Linked DNA regions of Sus scrofa: region 1 is linked to region 2. A link is a contact called in public Hi-C data. All regions are on one chromosome and are shown on one strand. The core of a region is the stretch at or near the end of the contact, and the rest is flanking DNA. Distances in the headings are between cores, read along the strand shown.

What was found. A called contact is a pair of places that touch in the nucleus more often than the background predicts.
Region 1: a contact with region 2 is called in a Hi-C map of skeletal muscle, with 3 times the contacts expected there. The contact joins two enhancer-like sites. A contact is called at or near these places in 2 of 47 Hi-C or Micro-C datasets (liver and skeletal muscle) and 2 of 2 datasets of contacts at active chromatin or transcription factors (alveolar macrophages and skeletal muscle).

What each region holds. Positions count from the first base shown.
Region 1 is chr6:96,709,021-96,714,535 of Sscrofa11.1, forward strand. CEP192 (centrosomal protein of 192 kDa) reads right to left here. Exons shown (of 54, transcript XM_021096019.1): 8 at 5,512-5,515. Among named protein-coding and RNA genes, the nearest start is that of CEP192, 22 kb to the right of the region's middle. Within about 2 kb of position 2,466, at least 3 of the 83 cell types and tissues checked have an H3K27ac peak or open chromatin away from gene starts, as enhancers often do. A contact at or near this core is called in skeletal muscle, where this site is marked.
Region 2 is chr6:96,627,960-96,633,774 of Sscrofa11.1, forward strand. It overlaps CEP192 (centrosomal protein of 192 kDa), which reads right to left. Exons shown (of 54, transcript XM_021096019.1): 43 at 5,627-5,777; 44 at 3,348-3,523; 45 at 2,752-2,875; 46 at 1,436-1,541; 47 at 548-755. Among named protein-coding and RNA genes, the nearest start is that of LDLRAD4, 53 kb to the left of the region's middle. Within about 2 kb of position 2,627, at least 6 of the 83 cell types and tissues checked have an H3K27ac peak or open chromatin away from gene starts, as enhancers often do. A contact at or near this core is called in skeletal muscle, where this site is marked.

The DNA.
Region 1 (5,515 bases), core at 1,216-3,715, 81 kb after region 2:
TCTACAATGTAAATCTCACTTGCTCCCCAGATGAATCTTATTCTTTCATGAGACTAATACTCACATCCTCCTGCCTGAACACACCCCATCCTGTTCTGGGTTTGGACCATCTCCCTGGACTCTACCTTTCTCCGTGAGATGTCACATCCCTTCCAAACCCTGCTGGCTCCAATAAATCAATGTAATGCCTACTGTACTGCTCAACCTTTACTATGAAGCTGAATCCTCATTACCCCCTTGTAAATTCTGTAAATGCCTTCTTCCATCAGAGTGAATGTATACAAACTACCTCCTTTTACATATCTCTGATTATTTGACTCAGTATCTTATACAAGATGCCCAATATTCACTGAATTGAAGAGTCTGTGTCAACTCATTCTACCATCCTATCCCAGGTGCCTCTATGATTGGAAATCTCAAAGACCTGGAATCCTAATCCTGAGCTAGATCCCAGCTTAAAGTGAGATCCTTGTTACTATGAAACTAGACAAGTCCACTAGTCTTAAACATATTCTTTAACAGAATGAAGACCTTTGAAAATTATTTAGAAAGAGCTTTTTTCTTACATTGGAATGCTAAGATAACTCTACATACAAAACATTTAAATTACTAGACATACAAAACTCACATGTTCCTTAAAATGTATCTTAGAAGCTATTTATCCTTTGCTCAAGGGTTATGACACTGATAGGAAAGAGTCTTTGAAAATTAGGTTAGGGAGTTCCCGTCGTGGTGCAGTGGTTAATAAATCCAACTAGGAACCATGAGGTTGTGGGTTTGATCCCTGGCCTTGCTCAGTGGGTTAAGGATCCGGCGTTGCCGCGAGCTGTGGTGTGGGTCGCGGACGTGGCTCGGATCCCGTGTTGCTGTGGCTGTGGCGTAGGCTTGCGGCTACAGCTCCAATTCGACCCCTAGCCTGGGAATCTCCATATGCCACAGGAGCAGCCCTAGAAAAGGCGAAAAGGCAAAAAGACAAAAAAAAAAAGAAAGAAAAGAAAAGAAAATTGGGTTATAAGTTATAATATACATTTACAACTATATCTATGTGTGATTAGCTTACAGACATGCTGTTCCAATTACATCTTTCTCTAGCCATGAGAATTCCTGAGAAAACTGAAATATTACTAGTCCCACAGTTTTAATCATTTTATCAGTCATTGTCAAGTATATTCTGATTTCAGATTTTAAAATATCATTTTAGGGGAGTTCCTGTGATGGCTCAGCAGAAACAAATCTGACTAGGAACCATGAGGTTGTGGGTTCCATCCCTGGCCTTGTTCCGTGGCTTAAGGATCTGGCGTTGCCATGAGCTGTGGTACAGGTCATAGATGTGGCTCGGATCTGGCGTTGTGGTGGCTGTGGTGTAAGCCAGCAGCTATAGCTTCTATTGGACCCCTAGCCTGGGAACCTCCATATGCTGTGAATGAGGCCCTAAAAAGCAAAAAAATAAAATACCATTTTAGAATACAATCTAATGTATATTAGATTGAAAGCGGACATTTTTCAGTTCTAGATGTTAGTCTACATATAACTTTCTCCTTTCTAAATAAATGCCATGATTAGCCCTTAATTTGTTTGGATTTTTTGTTTGTTTTAGCAACGTGATATTTTAAGAAGATAAAAGCATTACCAACCATCAAATAGGATACATTCTATTTTTATAAGGCAACAGATTCATATCTTTAAAAATATATTTTATTAAAGAATCTACTTGGACAATAATTACAAAAGTTTTAAACAGTAATTCCAAGCAGTAAAAGAGGCAGTCTCCTTTAAAACAAAAAAAAAAAAAAAAGACCAAACAGTCCATATTAAGTTTTGCTGCTTTATACACAGGAATGATTTATTTTACAAACTAGTCATTTGCAACATTAGCCTGTAAAATTAAGAACATTTCTTAATATGTCTCAAAGGCAAAGTGAACTTTATAATGATCTTTGTAATGATATGCTTTCACATTAACCAGTATGACAAATCACAAGAAACTTAATACCGTGACAGTTCAAAATAAAATGTACAGAACAGGCATTCTGAAGCCAGCTACTGTGGCCGTCATGTGTACACCTCTCGTATTTCACCAAAGGTTCTGAAGTCAGCTACTGTGTGTTAACTCTCAGAGTCACTGTTGTGTGTACACATCTCATATTTCATCAAAGGTTATCAACCAACGAGGCAACTATTCCTTTGATGTGGAAGCACAAACACATTTAGGTTCCAAACACCATGTTCTGGTTGTAGTACATGCAAGACAGACCCTAAATTAGAAAAATCTTCTGAAAGAAAATGAAGAAAAACAAAAAGCCAAGAATGAAAGCATTTACAAGCACTTGAATAAGGCCTTTAAGTGTTAAATCAGTGTTTTAAACCCCTTCATTCTCAGGCAAGGGATTAAGAGGCCGAGAGAGAGATGGTCTGCGAGGGTGAGGATACTGGAGGCTGGCAGTGTCAGCAGCGCAAGAGTGCTCTACCAGAGGAGGAGGAGGAGGGAGCTGGGCATAGCTGGGCCGGCTCCATGCAGCCCGTGGGGAGTCCAGAGGGGGAAAGAAACACCTGAAACAGCGAAGACAGGAACAAAACACCAAAACAACAGAGAGAGAAAAAAAGAAAAAACAGAAGAAAAAGAGAAAAGGAGTAAATACAAAGAGAACCAAAGAGGAAAAAACACATGCTAGAAAAAAAAGCTTTAGTATATTCATGCCAAAACTAACAGAACATAACAGCAAAATCAAGACCCTTACTCAAATCAGGCTTGTTTAAGCAAGTATAGAAACTTGAAAAAAGAAATACAATCTGTTAAACTAAAAATGCTAAAAAAAAAAAAAAAAGAAAAAAAAGAAATTCTCAGTATGAATGTTACAAAAAGACGTTAATTTTATAATTTAAAACATTTCTTAATCTCTCAGAGACGCATTTGACCCTGCACTGTAATTTACAAATCAAGTAAGCTTTCTCTTTCAGCACCGCTTCATCTGTAGCAGCAGTAGCAGCAGCAGCACGTTTTTTAGTCAATACATGATACCCAGAAGCAATTCAGAGAGACGATCACAGAGTATAGCCAGCTATTGCAACGTGCTTTTGAAGAAACATGATCTTTGAACATACTTAACTGTTTTTCTTCAGAAATCTTAGGATAGTACAAAATTTTGATAAGTAAAAGGGCTCAAAAAATATGTCCTCTTAGTCTTCCGCCATTTTATGACTTACCCGTAATACTTAAGCAATTTTGCAAAAAAAGATTTCTAGCTTTGTCATCAGGAGACATGAACTAAATGAAGCAGCCAACAAAATCAAGAAGATCCTGGGGCATGGAATGTGGAGGTTACTGTCCATGCAGTTTTAGCTAAATTTTAACTGCTTCTTAAATAATGTGTCCAAATTCGACTTGAAGGAAAACTTAAGCCCCGGAATCACACCATAAAAATGTACAAGCACATATTAGAAATATCTTTAGTGAGTATGAATCAAGAACTTACAAAGGTGTTTTCATTTTACCACCAGATTATAAATGAAGCAATACCAAATGTTTAATTTGGCTACAAACTATACAGTCAAGTTACTTTCATTTCACTACACCTCTTAGTCTCACTAATATTTTTTAAATATTACAAAGAAATAACAGCTGTACTGATTATCATGTATAAACCAATTCTACAAAAGGTAAACAAATTAGCACTCAAAACAATCTTTATGAAAAATATTTATTCAGTCTTCAAATTAAAATTATAAAAATTCATTTTAGCTTACTGTTTTAGAAAATAAAAGTCATACACCTATAGATAATAATATTCTCCAAATGGAATAAAGTGATATTTTTCCCTCCTCCCAACAACTGAGGATGGTAACAATCCTTTAATTTTAAAACCCATGTTAGTTTCAGAAACATTTCAAAAAATTGTTTTGGTGACAATGTCTCAACAAAAAGCCTCTCCGTTTATATTTCAAAAGTTTCAAATAGTGTCAATAAACTGGCTAGTACAAAAAAAATGATATACACTGTATTTTTAAAGGCCTTTTGGATTGCGTTTAGTAGTAAGCAGGCTGCTGGTGTATCTTGGGAGAGGTCAAACGGCGCTGGGGAAGGGGAAAAGGAGCTCGCTTTCCATTCCTGTGTGCATGCAACAAGCAGCAAAACAGCAAAGTTACTCCAGTTAGCTGGTACTCAGCTGTGCTTTCTGTTAAAGGACATAATACAAATGGAGAAGGGAAAATGCATCACAGATCTAACGCACACGGTTATTGGCACAATAAGAACACAGATCAAGAGGTCAAAGCTCTTTACAAAAGAAAATATGCAGTACAGGCAGCACCCAAAACCCAGATTTTTAAAACACAATCAACACTAGTATCTTCTGCTTCGTGAAATAACCTTTATAATCTGCTATCTTCTACAGTAACCTGAAATGGTTTTCATGCAAATACTTATTAAAAAGTAGGACTTCTTTATAAAAATATAACAATATAAAACGAGTTGAGGACATTTTAAATACAATTCTCTTATGTACTTTATCACAACAGGACAACCACAGGACAGCTTGTTATAGCTGTGCTTTGATGTTTCCTGGACAGTATCCCCAATTACTCACAAAGTCAGAGTAAAATAACTTTACCTTACAAATTCACATTTGAAACTTGAATATGAAAACAAAAGGATGACTCTTTAGATGACATCGTTCTTTACTGAGAATCTAAAATACACTGAAAATTCTAAAAATCAAGAACTCAAAATTTTACCATTTCCTCTTATAATCTCCATGAAAGTTTGTCTTTTGTCTTTTTGTCTTTTTTGTTGTTGTTGTTGCTATTTCTTGGGCCGCTCCCGCGGCATATGGAGGTTCCCAGGCTAGGGGTTGAATCGGAGCTGTAGCCACCGGCCTATGCCAGAGGCACAGCAACGCAGGATCCGAGCCGCGTCTGCAACCTACACCACAGCTCACGGCAACGCCGGATCGTTAACCCACTGAGCAAGGGCAGGGATCGAACCCGCAACCTCATGGTTCCTAGTCGGATTCGTTAACCACTGTGCCATGACGGGAACTCCTCTCCATGAAAGTTTGAAACGCACATACCAAAAAAAAAATTTTAACTCACTCTTCTACAAAGCCTTGATTGGTGTTTTTTACTTAAAATTTCATTTTCACCTGACTCAAAGACTACCCTACCAGCACTAGCAACACTCATGTTCCTCTGGACTAAAGCCCCAGTGTTGTCCAGCATTTCCTCTTCGTCTCACTACTTCAAAGCAAAGTAAAATCTTACAGAGTTATAGGCATTTCTGAGAGACCACTACATTTCAGAAAACAATTTGGTTTAACAGCCTCAGAACCTACCTGTAAATATTAAGACCAAGTAAGCCACATATAGAGCCACCTAAGTGCATTTTTTTCTAGCGTCACAGTTACATGTGAATTTCTTCATTCAAGCTTAAAATCCAAGAAACAGCACATCTTTAGTACAGCTACCAGAATGATTTAAAAGGAAGATAATGTCTAGTTTTCTCATAAAACAGCCTACCTGC
Region 2 (5,815 bases), core at 1,377-3,876:
GGTTTACCTACAATTGTAGACACTGTGGGGGGCGGGGGAGGGAGGGAGGGTGGGCACACACAGGAGCCAAAGCAGTATTCTTCCCAGGCCCTCTGAGGAAGGAGGCTGGATGACCAACACTAAGCTTCTCTCTCTCACACCCCAAGCCCTCAGAGGCGGGGTTCGTCACAGCGGGCGCTCCACAGTGAGGAGGTGGGCAGGTCTACAGCCTGACTGTCACATCCTAAATGACAGTGAGGCTCGACCCACTTTCCTCTCTCCTTCAGCCACCCCAGCAATTCTGGTCTGGAGAGCTGGAAGGGATGGGTGTGAGAGGAAAAGTCCAGGACTCCTAGACTACAGAGTTATTAGAAGCCTAGAATCCATGTGTTACTATTTCAAGCTTCCCCCAATCCAGCCCATAACTGGAAGGATTTCCAGCAACTACCTGATCATGACCTGAAGTAATGACGCCTGCGCCCATCATGAACCATGGCTAACTAGGTGGAGAGCCTTCTACCCAACACAGAAGTAGACATTTGAATCAGGTAACCCTGCAATCCCATACCTGAAGTTTCACCAGGTTCTGTTGTGGGAAAAATAATAGTCTTGTTTCTTATCTCAACCCTGGTGGAAGGCGGTTTTCTCAGCGGTTTCACCAGATGGCTAACTGAGGGCTCAGGTCCCAGGGAAAGGACTCCAGGGGCACTGGAGGTCAAACGAATGAAAAGTTCTTCCTGGGTCAAGTCTTCTCGAATTTGAACCTTCACAATTTTCTGAAATGAGCCACACAAAAGGGTAAGAGGCAAGTGAAACTGTTGTTAAAAAAAAAAAAATTCCTATTTTTATCTTTTTTTTTTTTTTTTAAAGGCCCATACCTGAAGCATATAAAGTTCCCAGGCTAGAGGTCAAATCAGAGCTACAGCTGCCGGCCTACACCACAGCCACAGCAGCAGAGGATCCAAGCTGAGTCTGCGACCTACACCACAGCTCACATCAATGCCAGATCCTTAACCAGAAGCAAGGCCAGGGGTCGAACCCAGGTCCTCATGGATATTAGTTGGGTTCATTACTGCTGAGCCAGGACAAATTCTCAAAATGCCTATTTTTAAATCATGGTAGAGCAAAGTAATGCCAAACAGATGAAAGACTGATGAACTGAGAACATAAAGTCCCTTCACAAATCAGAGTATATGTCTGACTTTATCCCTGTCCCCCAGGCCCCTCTTTCTTCATGCTAATGATGGTCATGAGGCCCACTATCCACTCCAGACACCCAGCCGATTCATGCAGACCACATGGAAAACCCTGCTCAAGTGTTCTCTTTAAGTAAGTATGTTTGGGCAGAAAGGACACCTCGATTTGATTTCTGAAATATAAGTGCTATCAATAAAGATTACAACACTTAAACTGCAAAAAAAGAGAAACATTGATTAAAAAACATTTTAAAAAGTACCTTCTGCCCATTGTCACAGTGAATGTAGATCAAGCCACTCCACGGGAACATTGCATGTTTTGCAGACAAGGAGGAGTTAGGACTCACCAGAATCTGCAGCTTACTCCTTAAAAGAAGAACATGACACTGAGAGCCAGGCCCTTGTGCCCTGTCGCAGCGGTAACCACCAGAGGTGTGCATGCTGCTGTGTTAGGGACCAGACGCTCCCTCACTGCTCAGAAGGAGCAGAGAACAAGAGGTCACCCCACGCATGGTGACCCAGCAGCCGACACAAGCTGAGAGGCACGAACCCAAGAACCTAAGGCCAAAGCTCATGGGAAAGGGACAACCCCACAGAAACACCATCTAAACAGTAATTCGAAGCAAACATTTCTGGCACAGAAGCCTGACAGCACAGAAGCTCTGAGCCATCCATGAGATGGTAAAGGATGCCAGCACCATCACAACCAGAGAGAATGGGGGAGGTGGGAAGGATGGTTTCTTTTTCACAGATTCCTGTGCTCACTGCTCCCTTCAGAGCTAAGGGACATCCAAGACAATGTGGGCAATGTGACCACATCTGTGACGGAGGAGGAATGGCCAGGGACACGAGCAATCTCGGTGCCCACGTCCCAAAAGGCAGAGCAGGAGCACCTCCTATGCAGCTGCTGACAACAGCCTGTGCCATCATCTCGCATCTCTGCAAACAGCAACCATTCAACAGACTGCTTTCGTCCTAGGAAGGATTCCTGGGAGCGTCCCCACCCACACCTTAACTCAGTCTTGGTCAAGTCAACTCTCTGAAGTGCACTCGCCATCGTTTCACACAAGTGAGCAAAGGTCACACTGTTCTTCCCACATATGAAGCCCTTTTGGACAAGCATATCCTGGGTCACCCCAGCAGTAGTCCCAAGAAGCTGAAGAGCTCAGGCCTGTCCGTCAAGGATCAGGCTGCACATGGGCAGTGACTCATTGCCATGTGGTCCGAAGACTTCCTTTCGACTTAAAACACCCCTTGGAGAAGACATGTCAGGGGGTCCGGGAGCATCTGCAAAGCATCTCAGATGACCCAGCAGAGTGAGGTGCAGGCAGGACAGAAGACTGAGAAGCGCCCATGTCTTCCCAGCTACCTTCTCAGTCCAGAGTGTGGCTGGCTGTGTGTGTGGCCCATCTGGCAAGCGGTTTGGAGCTCACCCCAGCTCCCAGGGCCCCGCCTGCTCTGCAGGAAGCTGGCGCTGCACCACTCTGCTGAGTGAGGAAAACAGCCTGTTATCTGACCCCAGAAAGTCACCACGCCAGTATGTGATGACACCGGAGGAAAGGGAGCTCATACTTACTCTGGCGCAATAAACCCATGTTGTGGCGTCACTGTCAGGCAATGCGCCGGCCAGTACAGCTCAAATCTCAGTAACCTAACAGAATGGTTGATGATCTGGAAACGTCCAGTTTTCCCCATATCATCTATGATGGCAGATAAATAAAGTATTACTTACACTTAGCATTAGTGAAAAAGAGAGGTTAACAAACAGTAAAAATAAATCCTAAATAAATACACTACAATACCAACGCATTTTGCTTTCCCAACTGCCCAATTACAGAAATTTCAAGTTCCTGGTAAAGCAAGACCTTCATTTACTCTTGGAAACTACAAAGATACTGAACGAAGTTCAACACTGAACAAAGAGGAGGAAGGAAATCTGGAAAGTGCTACCATCTGCCTTATCATGGGCAGGAATGTAAGCACTGGACTTGGTGCTGCTCTGGACCACCTACATCAGTGTTAAGGGTAAAAGAGACCAGGCACCAGACAAGCCCTCTGGGTGGGGAGGGCAGAGTGAGAGCCTGGGGAGGGCAGTGCTCAGGCTGGGTCCTAGAGCACCAGTCCCACTGGCATGGAGCTGGTCTGTCTTCCGGGTCCTGGGGACACACTCACAAGAAGGGGCGACCAGGACCAAGTGTTCAGGCTGCACAGCCCACACTTCTTCCGAGACCGATCTGTCCTGAGGTGGGTGAATGGCTTGGGAAAGCAGCGGGGAGCCCTGAGGACCTTTAACTGGCAAAACATCCAAAGAAACGTTACCCCCATGCTTCCCACAACTGCCAGGGTCACTGGAGAGAGAAAAGAAATTAAAAATGATGAGAAAGCAGATTGTGTCACATTTTTATATTTTTCATAAATCTAAAAACACTTAGATAAAACTAAAAGTGCATTATATATGTATATTTTTCATTGACTAAAAATCCTTCTTGTGTATTCTTAAAGTAATATATAAAAAAAATAAAGGACAGTATAGGTTATATTGACTTTTAATTGGAATACACAGTGACTTTCCTGCTCTGACTTTTGCATGCCATCTGAGGTCTCTTAAAAGATTTACTAGAGGAGTTCTCATCATGGTTCAGTGGTTAACAAACCAGACTAGTATCCATGAGGACGTAGGTTCAATCCCTGGCCTTGCTCAGTGGGTTAAGGATCTGGCGTTGCTGTAAGCTGTGGTGTAGGTAGCAGATGTGGCTCAGATCCAGTGCCGCTGTGGCTGTGGCATAGGCCAGCAGCTTCAGTTCCTATTTGACCTCTAGCCAGGGAACCTTCATATGATGTGGATGCGGCCCTAAAAAGACAACAACAACAAAAAGATTTACTAGAAAACTACCCAATATTAAGAACTTATGGGGGTTCTGCTGTGGCACAACAAGATCAGTGCATCTCTGCAGCACCAGGATGCAAGTTTGATCCCTGGACTGGCACAGTGGGTTAAAGGATCCGCTGTTGCTACAGCTGCCACATAGGTCACAACTGTGTCTCAGATCTGGTCCCTGGCCTAGGAACTCCATATGCTGTGGAGCAGCCAAAATAAATAATAAATAAAAATAGTTGTAATAATAATAATTTATGAAAACAACAAAACCCTTCACGTATCTACAGGTGAATAATGATAACTGGGCTAAATGTTAACACCAAAAAAAAGTTACAACAAAATCTTCTGGGCAAAATACTAGTGTAAGAAATGCTAAGAAAGTTCAGGAAGGTTTTTATTTTTTTGCCTTTTTAGGGCTGCACCAGCAACTTATGGAGATTCCCGGGCTAGAGATCTAATCAGAGCTGTAGTCGCCGGCCTACGCCAGAGCCACAGCGACACCAGATCTGAGCCGCGTCTGCGACCTACACCACAGCTCATGGCAATGCCGGATCCTTAACTCACTGAGTGAGGCCAGGGATCAAACCTGCAACCTCATGGTTCCTAGGAGGATTCATTAACCACTGAGCCACAATGGGAACTCCAAAATAACTTTTAATATATATATAACTACTATCTTTGATTATCTTGGGAGAAAATAAACATTAAAAGTACAGGGAAGGAGTTCCCTGGTGGCCTAGCAGTTAAGGATTTGGTGTTGTTACTATGGTGGAACTTGCACATGGTGCAGGGGTGGCCAAAAAAAAAAAAAAAAAAAGTATAAAATAGACTTTCCGTGCTTAAAATAGTAACCTTTGTGTGACATATGACACCCATACCTTACGGACGTATTACATCTAGGCCAGAGTGGAATGCTGACGGTGTGAAGGGGACCTGGGGAGCACGAGTCACCCAGGTCTCCCATGCTTCACCCCAGGTTCCTAATGAAGCATGGTTCTAGACAACATCTTTGCATCTGTAGGCCTCACCTGATGAGCCAACCCTGTGTGATTTCTCAGCTGTGAAAGAAACATCGAGGGGCTCTCGGTATGGAAACAGATTCAGTGACAACCCAAGCAAATGCATGTGTGATCTCAGATTAGATCCCAGACCAAAGAGGAAGCTTCTGGTTCCTGTTTTAGTTACACAGGAGGTCACTGGGGCCCTGGGCGGCAGTCCTCTATCACATCGGCACCCTCACCTGGCTACACAGGGAGCAGCAAAAGCGCATCTAGGACTAACTGGTCATCCTGCCTGCAACCCACTCCAAAACGGCTCAGAAAAACAGTGAATATACATAAAGAGCAGCAAGGTAAATAGGGCAAAACGTTAACAACTGGAAATCTCAGTGCAGTGTACAGCAGTTCTCTGTCATTTTTAAACTTTTCTATAAATTTGGCATCATTTCAACTTAAAAATAAAGGTGAGATGCACATTTTGAGATTAAAAACACCAATAAGTACAAGGGAAAGATCAGCTTTCTAATGGATCAAATAACCTGGAGGGCTGGAGAGAGGTGCTCTGTGAGTCCTACCTGGAAGGCTCTGAGCTAGCCCGGGACGCAGGCGAATGGTGGTCTCTGTTAGGAGTGGATGTTCTAAATTCCCCAATTACTGAAAGGATAATCTTGCGCATATTTCCATAAAAGAGCTGAACGTCATTGGGCCGCTGAGGAAGATCATAGACTGAAATAGAAAATAACGTTTGAAATACATGAATTTTC